3 separate regions of the Gossypium hirsutum genome follow, and all the other regions are linked to region 1. A link is a contact called in public Hi-C data. All regions are on one chromosome and are shown on one strand. The core of a region is the stretch at or near the end of the contact, and the rest is flanking DNA. Distances in the headings are between cores, read along the strand shown. Region 1 has its middle 8.1 kb from the start of LOC107962070. Region 2 has its middle 32 kb from the start of LOC107943278. Region 3 has its middle 59 kb from the start of LOC107963125.

Region 1 (4,721 bases), core at 1,553-4,052:
CATTTTGTAAAAGTTGTGAACATGGGTAGAAAAATATGAAATGAAAGAAAATGTGGGCTACTATAAGCAAGAAAAATATTCGGCTAGGCTTGGATAACTTATAAATTTCATGCATTTCATTATACGAGCTTTAGTACTAAATTGTAAAAAGTGTGAAAGGTTAGGGCCAAATTGGTCATTTTGCCCGAGGGTGAGTCTTAAATCGAAAATGAACAATGTGATGTATTTACTGATATAAACCCCGAGGAACTAATTTTGGAGATCGACCGTGAAAACGAAAGGTTTCGAAATAACCGAAATACGAACCCAAAGCAATTACCAGGTAAGTTCGTGTAACTCGAAGTAAACTCTTAATATACACAAAATGTATATATTTGAAAGTATGACAATTTAGACATTCATTGCATGATAATCCATGAAATGTGGTAATATAGTTTAAAAGAGAATTGAAGTTCCCGATTGAAATAAAAAGATATCTGATGGATTTCTCGAAATGAATTGACGGTAAAAAATGATCTAGCCTGGACGGGTATTCCTTTAGTGATCGAGCCTCTCGAAGAATAAGTGTGCTGAAATGGATTTAGCCCAGACAGGTAATCCAATTAGGGTCTGAATTTAGCCTGGACTGGTAATTCAGATCTGAGCTCATTAGAGTACATGTCATTGTAAGGGATTTAGCCTAGACTGGTAATCCAGACATTACTCTATGAGTTTACATTTCAGGGGATTTAACCTAGACTGGTAATCCCGCCGTAAGAGCGAGGTTCACAAGAGTGCATAATTAAAACAATCACTCACATGATTTGATGGTAAATAAGATATCCATTGAGATTCCGAGAAGTTCAATGGGATTAAAATGAGGAACAAAAATAGAAATGCTTGAAATGATGAGCTCATCTAAGATTAATGTTTAATTGTATTGACATGAAACTAACATAATGATTGAGTGTATGTGATAGGGAAATTATACTATGCATGTTGGCGTGAATATCTAATATGGTTGTATGCTAAACGACCGATAAGTTTACCTTCCGTTATCCGAACTTACTAAGCATGTAAATACTTACCCCCTTTCATTTTCCTCGTCTTGTAGAGCTCGAGGACTCGTGAAGATTGGAAGATAGTTGGAGCATTGTCAACACTATCAACTTGTCTTGCTTGGGTATATAAAAACTTTTATTTTGTTATAATGGCATGTATAGGATTCTTGATCAGTTTGTTATATTTTTTATTTGGCTAGCCAATATAAGGGCTTGAATGATATACTTATTCATTTTGTATATGGCCATGGGATATGGCTCATTTCGATGTAGGTTGTAAACCTACTAATTGTTCATGGTTATGCTTAAATGTTTCATGTGATGGTTAAATACGGTATATCATGAATGAACATGTGAAATGTGGCCAAATCATTTGGAGATGGTTAGGTCATAATTGGCAATGAGTTATAAAATGAGCCAAGTATAAAATGTGATTATTGAAATGGTAATCCTTAATACAAAAAGGATAACCTAACATGTGCTAAACCAATGATATGAGGTTAACAAGGAATAGACTATGCCAAGGTGGGTTATGGACCTATTTAGGCCATGTTAAATACCGTTGAAGTTTATAAATGTGTATGGATGTTGAGGGTGACCATTGGCTTGGAAAATAGCCTCCAAAAAGGTACACATGGATAGACACACCCCTTGGGCGTGTTGCTCAGTTGTGTGTCCCCTGCACCTTGAATTTTTAGGCCAGTATGCATGGTAGAAAACATACGGACAGAGACACGGCTGTGTGTCTCAGTCGTGTGGAGGACATGGCCTTGCACACGGGCGTGTGCCTTGGCTGAATGCCCCTAGATGGATGATGACGTCATAAACAGAATGTCCAGGTTTTTGGACACGGGCGATGACATGGGCGTGTCTAGACCGTATGAGAGAAACGAGCTAGGGACACGGGCGTGTGCTCGACTGTATGAAAACCCCTGCAGGTTTGAAATGAAAAATAAATTCCAATAATTCAACACGGGTAAGGGACACGGGCGTGTCCCAATGCACACAGGCGTGTGCATTGCCTCCACACGGACGTGTGAGGCTTAAACCTATAAATTTTCTAAAGTTTTCTAAAGTCCTCAGTTTAGTCCCAGATCACTTTTAATGCATGTTTTGGACCTCGTAGGTCCATAATTGGGACAATACGATTCTGTTTAATCGGTTTTAAATTGAAATGAAATTTTATAGCTCGTATTTTCTGGTAATGCCCCGTACCTCATCCCCGTCTCGAGTACGAGTAAGGGGTGTTACAGAGGTGTACGGGGTTCTACGGAGCACCAGGGGAGACTATGTGTGAAGTATATTAGAACTTGTTACGAACATTGAATGACTCCCCACATATTCCTTAGGTTGTTATAGGGGATTTCAATGAAATTACTTTTTCAACTGAAAAGAAAGGCGGGCTTCCATGGAGGAAAAGGCAAATGTGTAGATTTCGGGATGTTATGGAATATTGTTCTTTCACTGATCTCGGTTATAGTGGGCATTGATCCACTTGGGAAAAAGGTCATATAAAAAATAATAATATTCAAGAACATTTAGATAGAGGTATTGCAAATTCTATTTGACGGGATTTATTTTTGAATTTTAATTTATCTCATTTGTTACATGCGTTTTCAGATCATTGTCCTTTATTGCTTAATTCAATTTTTGGAAATCAACATCCAAAGCAGTGGCATTTTAGAATTGAAGCAACATGGCTTTTGGAGGAAACGTGTGAAATGGAGGTTAGTAGGATTTGGGCTGATAGTTTGGGTGATGTTCCAAGTAAGATAAAGACGGTAGAAATGGGCCTTAAGAAATGGTTCAACAAAATTAAAAAACAGAGGTCTCTAACGGGGAAAGATTTTGAACAATAGTTGCTTAAATTGAATGAAGCTATTCCCACAGATGAGATTTTGGGAGAAATTGTGGAGACAAAACTGGCGCTTAACATAGAGGCTGATAGGTAGGAGCTTTATTGGGAGCAGTGAGCCAGAGCGAATTGGCGAAAAAATGGGGATAGAAACACAAATTTTTTTCTATAGATTGGCAACAGATCGTCGACGGAGAAATAGGGTGGATGGAAAGGGTAATATTCATGAGAGCAATACTGATTTATTAGTGTTGGCCACAGATTATTTTAATACCTTATTTACATCGAAAGGTGTTGGAAACCCAAATTCTATTTTGGAAGCTGTTGAGCCATGTATATCTCAAATGATAAATGAGGATCTTGAAAGGGATTTTAATTACAAAGAGGTGTATTTGGCTTTAAAAGCTATGAACCCTTTAAAACCTTTAGGGGAGGATGGTTTAGGGGTGATTTTTTATTAACGGTTTTTGCATATTGTAGGTAAAGAGGTGGTAGATTTTTGCATTGAGACGTTGTATGGGCTTCATAACATGGTTGAAATAAACAGTACAAGAATTGTCTTGATCCCCAAGGTTAGTTCTCCTCGTTTCATGACTCATTCTAGACCTATTAGTCTTTGTAATTTTTTATACAAAATTATTTCAAATATGCTTGTGAATAGGCTTTAAAAGGTCCTTCATTTTTGCATTGACGAAGCACAAAGTGCTTTTGTTCCGGGAAGATTCATTACCGATAACATCATAGCAGCATATGAAATTTTACACTCAATAAAGAGAAATGGGTAGGGATAGAAAGATCATGTACCTTAAAACTTGATATGAGTAAGGTATATGACCGTGTTAAATGGTTTTTTGTGCAAGTTATGCTTCAAAAGATAGGTTTATCGGATCAATAGGTTGAGAAAGTCATGCGTTGTGTGACCTCGGTTTCTTACTCTGTGGTTATAAATGGGGGATGGGTAATTCATTCCTCCCGTAAAGGGGTCTTCATCAATGAAACCCTCTTAGTCCCTATTTATTTCTTATTTGTGGAAAAGGTTTATCAGCTCTTTTTCAAATGGCAGCTACAATAAGTGTTCTTAAAGGTTTTCATATAAATAAACACACTTCTTGGGTTACCCACTTATTTTTCGCCAATGATAGCCTAATTTTTGGCGATGCAACAGTTGATAGGATTAAAGCGCTTAAACAAAATTTGGAGGTCTATGCCCAGAGTTCAGGTCAAGATATTAATTTCGACAAGTTTGGGATCTTTTTCAGCACAAATGCCAATCAGAATAAAAGAGAAGATGTGTGTCAAATTTTTGGGGTTAATTTGAACATTAATCCGAAAAAATATCTCGGGCTTCCATCAATGGTAGGGCGTAATAAGAAGATGGCTTTTAAGGAGCTTAAAGAGAAGTTAATTAAAAGGGTATCTAGTTGGAGTTCGAGATTACTTTCTATGGGTGAGAGGGAAGTTCTTATTAAAGCTGTGCTTCAGGCTATTCCTTTGTATGCTATGACTTGTTTCTTGCTACCGTCGTCAGTCTGCAAAGAGCTGGAATCTGTCATAGCCCGTTTCTGGTGGCAAAAGAAATCTGGAAGAAAAAGTCTTCATTGGTATTCATAGAAAAAGTTGTTTGTGCCAAAAGATGAGGGGGGATGGGGTTTCGAGATTTGTCAAAATTTAATATTGCACTACTAGCGAAGCAGGGCTAGCGTCTAATAGAAAACCTGGGTTCACTAACAACGCATTTACTTAGAGCAAAATATTTCAATGGATCAAATTTAATGGAGGCTTTTCTAGGAGCTAATCCATCGCTTGTATAGAAAAGTATCTGGTGT
Region 2 (4,721 bases), core at 1,141-3,640, 100 kb before region 1:
TAATATGAGTAGATTTAAAATTGGCTTGGATTAGTCTTTTGTAAATATAAGTCGAATCAGGTTAGATTTAGACAAACATAAAATATATTAATATAATGCTTAAACTCGATTCAAAATCGATCCAAATCAACCCATGTACATAAATATTGGTGAAGAATACTTATCACAAGAGGGACAGAAGCATTATCCCCTTAACTCTTATCATTTTACCCTTCCAGAAAATATTAACTCCTAATAGAAAAATTATATACATATATAGATGGATTGTGGAAGCAATAGCATTGGTGTTGGTCTGCGGCTGGGCTTCCATTCTCATATTAGAATTTAGAAATGAAAACCCAACAATTTTTAAGCGACAAAATGGAACTCCCTGCCTAATTGTTTTGTTTTCTTCTAATACGATGCAGCAAATCCCCTCCTATATTTGTCTTCTTCTTTGCATGTTCCATAAATTTGTGCATTATTTTGCATTTGCCTCACATTAGTTAAGACTTTTCTGATCATTTCAAGCATCTTTGTTTTTTTTTTCTAATTAGGCTGTCATATATTCTATTGGTCATGTTGATAACTCAAGAAAACCACGAGAAATACTACTCTTGTCGTTAGAATAACGTCAACATACTTTGTCTTTATATATACATGTTAAGTTGTTTAAATAAATTAACCCTAATATTTGTTTTCTCCTCTTTGAAACTTAGTATCGAGGTATATAATTTAGTGTTTGAGTCATTGGTTAAGCGTGCTCACCCATATGAGATGGAATCATAGAAATTGCGAATGTGTGTGAGTGATTTACTTGTACCAATCTAGCATGGACTTTGTATATAATAAGCCTTTCTTTATGTAATCCAAAGGTTGAAGCTAGGGTTGGCCTCCTTTTTAGTTGGTAGATCAGCCAGCATCAAATTTCTGATCCACTTAAAATTTTTTCATTCATTCCCTACGTAACTTCATATTAAAACCACAATAAATATAGTTTTCTGTAAATGAATCAGAAGCAGTACGATGAATAACAAAGAAAAAAAAAAAGGAAATGTCTGAAATCTGAGGCACAAGGGTGGCTGAGACAATGAATGAAGGCAGTTCCCCACACTTTGTGGCTACACTTACGTTTGTGAGTTTGTGGTTTTAACAGCACCCAACATTTTGGGTCATTCCTTAGCGGTTAGCTTACACCCGAATCTACTCAAACCCTGACTATGACTAATTATTAGATTTTAAAGTACAAATATATATCCGATCAATTATAGTATAGTATCAAACAAAACTCACGCATTGTAAGATTAAAAACATATACATCGTAACTGCGTATAGTAAAATTCAGATATGGTTAATTAAGAATTTAAAGCATCTAGAAAGCCTTATTGGCAATGAGTATTAGATTAGATCAAATCAATTTAAATGAAAATTTTTAAATTAATAAAATTGATGAGTCTTATTTTATCAATCAAAATTAATTTAATATTTTAAGGAATTGAATGAAAAAAAATTAAATCGAATAAACTTAAAATGAAATTTATATTGACTCAAAATGTTTAACTATAAAAAGTATAGTTATGATAACATAAAATTTCAGTTATATGTAAGTCAATTCTATTTTTACGGATGAACAAATAATTTAAAAAACAATAGAAATTTCATTACAAATATAGGTATTTTGTTCAGGATATAAGTTAGAAACTACTAATTTGATTGTTCAAATTTCAAAAACTTAAATAAATTGAAAATTATTATTTTAATTGATTGAATTTTTAACAGGATTGATAATTTATAATAATAAAAAAGTGATAGAATTTGTTTCAATGAAAAATATGGAAAATAATTAGTAGTTAAGGAATTACTTATCATGGTGATTTTTTTCTAATTATTTTTATTTATTTATTTCTTTAATATTATTGTTTAAATAATTTACTTTTAAATTCTTTAAAAGTTATATTTAGTAAATAGTTTAATTAGTTTCATACGTGAGTAATATATCAAATATATTTTATAATTTAAAATAAATAATTAAAATTTTAATATTTAATCTTTTAATTTATCAAATATTATAAAAATTATAAAAAAAATTGAAAATTACTTGGGAGATCAGAAATGGCTTGATCAAAACTATACAAAGAATTGGATTGAATTTGATTAAAAAAACTGGGTTGAATTATAATTAATTATTGTAATTATTTGATTTAAATAAATAATTTGAATTGATTTAAAATTAAAAATTATAATCAAATTATCTAAAAATCGAAGAAGGTGTGAAATAAGGGGACTTGATGGAAACCAGGTGGGCCTTGTGTAGCCATGACATCATCTACAATTATTGGCCTCTGCTAAAGTTGAAAGAGGAAACATATGGATAAAATAAAAGGGGAGCCTATAGATGCATCATGCATGGAATGGAAATGGATGCCATGTTTTCCTCCCATTATAGGCCTAGAAGTAGGGCCCTATGTCCATCTCTACGGGGCCCTCCCCTCCCAAATGTCATTGTCCATTACCCCATATCAGGGTTTTTACTAAAAAAGTATAAAAAAAAATTAAAAAATTCAAAAATAATACAGCAAAAAAAGTAATTACGAAAATGGTATGTCAGGGTGGTCACGCCAATCTGACAGGCGGTACCACCCTGACAAACAGTAACCGCACAGTAAAAAAAATTGAAAAAGAAAAAAAGCTGAAAACGAAAAAAAAAATAAAATATTGGACATGTGGGTGCCAGAGGCGGCACCAGTGTTGCCTCTGGCAGAGGCGGCACCAGTTGTGTGGGTCCCACAGGCGGCACCTAAGCGCTATAAAACCAACCAGAACCAGCAACCCCGGGAGCAAGATTCAGCAACAAGGAGTAGAAAATAAAAGGAAAGAAAGGAGAAGAGAATGAAGAAAAAGAAGGTATAATTTTTTTTAAATAATGAATTTTTATATTGTTAATGTGTTTTTGCTGTTATTATTATTGTTGATTTTTATTTTTTTTTGTTGTCAGTTATTAATATTGTTAGTAAAAAAATATTGTTATTATTGTTAGTAAAAAACTATAATTATTGTTAGTTATTATTATTGTAAAAAAAAACCTAAAAAAGCCTATTTATGTTATGTCAAGAATATATTATTTTCTTATATGTGTTTTAGGTAGATTTTTTACCCATATTATTTAAAAATAAAATAAAATAGCGAAATAAGTTGTTTGAAAGATTAAGTATCATTTTTGGCACTTTTGGCACTTAATCTTTCAAACAACCTATTTTGGTATTTTATTTTATTTTTTATATTATTAGGGTAAAAAACTCGTTTTAGGTTGATTTTAAATGGTTAAATATAAAGATAAATGTTGTTTATGTATAAAATGAGAACTGAAAAACTATGAGCTTATGAATGACAAAAATTGCATATTGAGTAATTAAATTTTTTATTTAAGTAGTTTATTTGGTGTTCGAAATTATTTTGAGAAAGTTTATTTATTTTTTAACAGATTGAGCATTGAAGATGGATAATCAGTTTTTCGTATGCGTTTATTTCGATGGAATTATCTTGACAACAACCGTTGGATGTATATTTGAATGTCGGCAACAAATAGCAATGAGATTTAATAGAAATGTCTCGTTGGATGATATGAAGGGAAGAATTAACGTAAAAATTGTTAGACGTTGTGGGAGAAGAATCTCGAAACTTTTCTACAAGTTTCCAGTTTCGACAGATCCAATCAAATTCACTGAAATGGAACTTGTAGACGACGAAGACGTGGAGACAATGATCACTCTTTACTGTGGGAATGGGAGTGACAAAAATGCACCAATTCACTTATTTGCTGAGTTAACCGGTATGGAGGAAAATGAAAATCTCACTGCATATGGTGAAGAACATAGAGCTCAAGAACCTTGCATGGTGGCTCCAATATCGTACATTGATAGTGAATCGACTATAGGTGGGATCGATATCGATCTTAATGTTACACCCGATATGGATGTGGTTGGTGATGATGGTTACGATAGTAGTGATCCTTGTTATCAAGAAGTCGATAGTGATAGTGATCCCGATGTGGATGATGTCCCCGATGATATTGATGATGAAGACGTGAATGACGATGGAAACATTAACGCGTCTTCGGTCGGGAACCAGATGCGACGTGTTGTGATTCACAATAATCCTGGGCCACATATGTCGCTCATAGACCCCGACATGGCGCATGTAGCCGAGTTTCCAGAGTACCCTGAAATACTTCCTGCTCACCGACTGGCCGTAAATTCTGATCCTGAGGAGTTATTCGTTGGCCAAAGATTCGAAAGTAAAGAAGAGTGCGTATTTGCTATTAAGCGGTATAGCATGAATATATCAGTAGATTATAAAGTTGCAGTGTCTAAACCGACATTATATATTGGAGAGTGTTGGAAGTCGGGGGAAGGCTGCAATTGGCGGGTACGAGCTGCATTTATTCAAAAATCGCAGATGTGGGAGATACGCAAATTTGTTACGCCTCACACATGCACATCAACACGTATGATAGAAGATCATCGAAAACTTGATTCTAAAACTATCTGTACGTGTATATGCCAATGGTGAAGGACATGCCGACCATTAACGTTTCGGTACTGATTGCCGAAATACAAGCACGATTTCAGTATCGGGTGTCATATCGAAAGGCATGGATAGCAAAACAGATGGCAATAGAGAAATTGTATGGGGATTTCGATGCGTCATATAACGAGCTACAGGGATGGATAGCCACTATGCGG
Region 3 (4,721 bases), core at 1,355-3,854, 74 kb before region 1:
TTCTCTAAAGTATAGTTTATTCGAACTAGCAAAAAATAAGCAGATTTTGTTAATTTATACACTATGACCTATATAACATTTTTCTTCTTGGGTGTAAATGGCAAACCAATTATGAAATTCATTGTGATTCTTTCCTATTTCCATTCAGAAATTGTTATTGGTTGTAACAATCCTAAAAGAATTTAATGTTCTACTTTTACTTGTTGACAGACCAAACACTTTGAAAATATTCAACAAAATCCATTTTAATTCTTTTCCACCAATAATAAAGCTTTAGATCATGATACATCTTACTAGTTCCAAGATTCATAGAAAACATGCTACAATGAGCTACTCGAAGTATGCTTTGTTTCAGTTCATCACTCTTAGGTACACATAATCTACCTTAAAATCGTAGGTTCCCTTCATTGTCAACTTCAAATCCATTTTTCTTTACATCTTCTACTTGTTCCTTGATTAACTTTAGCTTGACATATTCCTTTTGTGCATTTTCATAGCTCGTAACAAAGTAATGTATGAATATCCATTTGACTTTAATTTCAAATTAGAATTCATTGCTTTTAGAGTTGTCAATGACTTTCTACTCAGGCATTAGCTAAAACATTTGCTTTTCCAGGATGGTAATCAATGACACAATCATAATCCTTTATTAACTCAATCCATTTCCTCTGTCTCCTACTAAAAGACTTTAGTAGGTTATGAAATAGATACTATGGTATCTTTTGAAAATTGTTGACATTAGTTTAGTCTTTGAACAAGTCTCCTACTAAAAGACTTTAGTAGATTATGAAATAGATTCTGTGGTATCTTTTGAAAATTGTTAACATTAGTTTAGTCTTTGAACAAGATAAAACACTTGCTCAATAAGTGATTGGAAATGTTGATCTAGATTTCACTGGTGGTTTGGATAAGCATTGATCATTGTTGATAAACTATTAGATCTATTTACTCTTGCTAAAGCTCTAGTAACTTAGAAGTCTACGTTTACATTTTGCAATGTCTCTGTCTACTACAGAGGTAGAGTATATGGTTGTTTCAGAATTTGTTGCAGAGGCAATTTTGCTTAGTGGATTGTTAGAAGATTTAGGAGTTTTTCAAATTTATATTAGTCTATATTGATAGTCATAATGTTTTTCATTTAGAGGAAATTCAATTTACCATACAAGAACTAAACATATCAACTTGAGGGTCACTTTAAGCGAGAAATCTTTGAATAAAGAAATATTCGACTTTAGAAAATTGCAATAGTAGAAATCTTGTGGGTATGATAACTTGGGGTGGTGGTAGTAATTAAGCTCAATAATTGTTTGGATTTGATTATTATCTTGTAAGCTTAAACACCTTTGAGTGTATGGTGCAATTATGAGCGCATTTGGGGGCATTATAGAAGACAACTTCATCAAATTTGGAGAGTGAAAGAATTGAGAAGTCTGAGTGGGACTATCAAACTCGCCAAAGGTGGAGACTTGTTGAGTTTTGGTTTTATTTGTAATACCACATTGGGAAAGTATACTTTGTTTGTGTCATAGGCTCCCTATAAAAAGGATCTTTGTTTTGGAATCCCAAATTGGAAAGTATGAGTTGTGGGAATCTTATGCTTATTATATAATGACGCCTACCCTTTCCTTTTTGAAATGTCTCAATAGTTTAAAAATCGTTAAAAGTAGTTTTGGAAATCCTTTAATTAAGAGTTTGATTAATTTTTTTTTGAGATAATGAAGTCATCATTTGGTACAGTGTTAGAGGACATAGGCAAATTGCCAAGCCTCACAAATTTAGTGTGTTGTTTCCCTTATTCTCTTTATTTAGTTTTTTGGGGTTCATTTTTATATTCAATAATTTCAATAGTTATTTGTCAGGTTTATTCATTACGTTTAGGTAGCTTCAAATTGATATTAAGTGTTCAGCATTGAACTTACATTAAGAGGGAAACATCCTGATTTTCCTAACACCTAAGATGACTTCAAGTCATGTGCGAAAATCAGGTATCATCTACATCTTCCTCATCTTCATCTCTTTACTGGTATTCTATCGAAACCCCTTCTTACTTCAACCATTATCTAATGGTTCTCATTGACTTAATAATTAGAAAGCATCCCGGAGTTCAAGCTATAATGCCCCCATTACTCACTTTCTCTTTGCAGGACTTTTGGCAAAACAGACACAACTTTTAATAGCATTTACTTCATTAATAAACTTGATTATTTATTATCCTCCAATGACTAAATTTCGATAAAATCCAAACTAAATATTATCAAATTAAATTTGTAAATCTAAAAGCAATTAATTGAACATAGGTTATGAGAGGTAAAAAAAAAAAAACTGGCATGATGAAAGTAGGAGGGAAATTGAAATGTGGCTCAAATGGTTCATTGTTCTTGAAATAAAAACAAAGACCTAAAAACTTACTGATAGACTATAGTAATTAGGAGTAGGGTAGCAATTTATTGATGTGATAGTGAGAGTGACCATCAATCCTAAATTTGAAATTAGATTTCTCAAATAGTTTTTAATTAATTGAAGTCAATGACAAAGTTAATATACGTGGAAACCGCAGTACTTTCCCTAGTCAAGCACTGAGCAGCAGTAGTAAATTCGTAAAGTAGATACAGTTGGCATTGGATTTGGGGTTGACAATTATGAATCGTTTACATTTAAAGCTGCTCATCCTTAGAGTATAAAATATTTGGCTGTTTATATTAAAGATGAAATAGACAGGCAAATCAATAAGAGTGGAAGTGCATTTTTCTTTCCTTTTAACCTTCAACTTACGTCCAATATGAAAACATTTTAAGGGGACACATTTCTTTTTGGCTACGTGTTATAATTTTACACACATATCTGTCTTCCTTTGCTATTTTTTCATTTCTTAATCCACAATTGGTTTGCTCATTTTTGTTTTACGGTTTATAGGATTAATTTTTTTGTGATCCATTTTGATTTTTCTGTTCGATTTAGAGTTTATTTTTTGAGAAGATTTACTTTATCAAGGTTAAAGTCAAAATTTTCTTTAAAAGGATCGAGATTGTGTTTTAAATTTTTGTGAGAGTTAAAACATAAATTTATTGTTATATTAACTTCTAATTTTTTAGTTTTTAGAAATTTTAAATTAAAATTTTATCATTTTTAAATGGACCAAAATTAAATTTGTCATATATATATATATTTACAACCTTTAAATAGACTAGAACATAAAATTTTCATCTTAAGAGGGTCCAGACCTCTACGTGCCCCTAGTGTAGTGCCCCTAGTGTAGTTCTTGTACTTTGCATAATTTCATTTGTAAAATAAGAAAGGATCATGAATAAATATATATACCTATATAACCTTATACTATATAATGTCATTTTTAATGGCATGATAACTTATTTGACTCTTCAACTTTATAAAAAAAATTACTTTAACATTCCATTTAATTTTTTACTTTTTTAGCCTTTAAACTTGTATTTTTTATTAAATCACCCAAAAATGAATAGAAAAATTAACGTTTTTTTTAAAACTTTGTTGATGTGGAATAAACGTGAATTATCATGTAGATGATATATCAACATTTAATTAATTTTTAGAATTTAAAAATTTCAAAAAAATATTAAAATTATTAAAAAGTATAAATAAATATTTTTAAATTTTAAAAATTAATTAAATGTCGACATGTCATTTAAGTATATACATCATCAGTAAAGTTAACAAATATTAATTTTTTTCAACCATTTTGAATTGATTTGATAAAAAATACAAAATTAAATATATTTAAATCCAAAATTAATAATTATTTTGATTTTAATTACCCACCAAATTAAAAAAAATATATTTTACTCTGAAATTTAGTTATAGTTTCGTCTCAATTTTGTGAACCTCTTGAGGGGTTGGTTCATCAATTTCAAGACTTGAAAACAATTTTCCAACAACTTTTGGTGCTAAAAGAGGCGCCTGCCATTCTAATAGAAGCCAAGTCATTGACAACAACCACAGCAACAAAACTGAACTTTCAAATCATTAATGATAGGTGATGTATATTAGATTATTAGTTAGAGAAAAAAGAAATGAGATAGATACGGCGGTATTGTATTGGAATAAATGTATCCATTTTTATGTATTTTACTGAAGATAATATTATTATTATTTTGAAGAATTTTATTATAGATTTTAATTGTATTTATTTTTATATAATATTTAAAACTATTTATAATCTTTTTTCAACTTATAAATAAGAAGATAATACACTTCATCGCACTTGAACTCACGTCCTCCTATTAATAACAATAGGGATGATAATAATTTTTTTATAAAATTATTTTTATTAATTTATGTATAAATATTTATTTTTATATTTTTAAATTTTAAAAAATAATTTATAAATTAAATAAAATAAAAATTAGTCTTGTCTTAATATTAGCACCTTTTTATCATGTGAATTGAAAATGGAATAGATTTAAGTAATACCATTTTAAAATAACTTTTAAGATGAAATTAAGTTATTCAATCCTATTTATAGTTAGTGGAAAATATTAAAATGATATAGATAAAAATTATAAAGATAGATCAACACATGAATATGAATAAGTAGCAGAACCAACATAAAAAGATAAAGCCGCCGATGGACACGGTATTGATGGCCTCGGGGAAATGGCAATGGCCGCATGAACACGATAGATGGAAGGAGCATGCGTGTGTATAAGTTGTATGCAAGTGGACGTCCTAGCTTTAAAGTTCCAAATCCA

Evidence for each region. Hi-C and Micro-C count contacts between places; a contact is called where the count stands out from the background.
Region 2: a Hi-C map of leaf shows a contact between it and region 1, with 6 times the contacts expected there. The contact joins two enhancer-like sites. A contact is called at or near these places in 4 of 34 Hi-C or Micro-C datasets (hypocotyl, leaf and petal).
Region 3: a Hi-C map of leaf shows a contact between it and region 1, with 3 times the contacts expected there. The contact joins two enhancer-like sites. A contact is called at or near these places in 4 of 34 Hi-C or Micro-C datasets (fibers and leaf).

The regions. Positions count from the first base shown.
Region 1 is chrA06:118,688,764-118,693,484 of Gossypium_hirsutum_v2.1, forward strand. No RefSeq gene overlaps it. Among protein-coding and RNA genes, the nearest start is that of LOC107962070, 8.1 kb to the right of the region's middle. Within about 2 kb of position 2,803, at least 5 of the 9 cell types and tissues checked have an H3K27ac peak or open chromatin away from gene starts, as enhancers often do. A contact at or near this core is called in leaf, where this site is marked.
Region 2 is chrA06:118,587,906-118,592,626 of Gossypium_hirsutum_v2.1, forward strand. No RefSeq gene overlaps it. Among protein-coding and RNA genes, the nearest start is that of LOC107943278, 32 kb to the left of the region's middle. Within about 2 kb of position 2,391, at least 4 of the 9 cell types and tissues checked have an H3K27ac peak or open chromatin away from gene starts, as enhancers often do. A contact at or near this core is called in leaf, where this site is marked.
Region 3 is chrA06:118,615,282-118,620,002 of Gossypium_hirsutum_v2.1, forward strand. No RefSeq gene overlaps it. Among protein-coding and RNA genes, the nearest start is that of LOC107963125, 59 kb to the right of the region's middle. Within about 2 kb of position 2,605, at least 1 of the 9 cell types and tissues checked has an H3K27ac peak or open chromatin away from gene starts, as enhancers often do. A contact at or near this core is called in leaf, where this site is marked.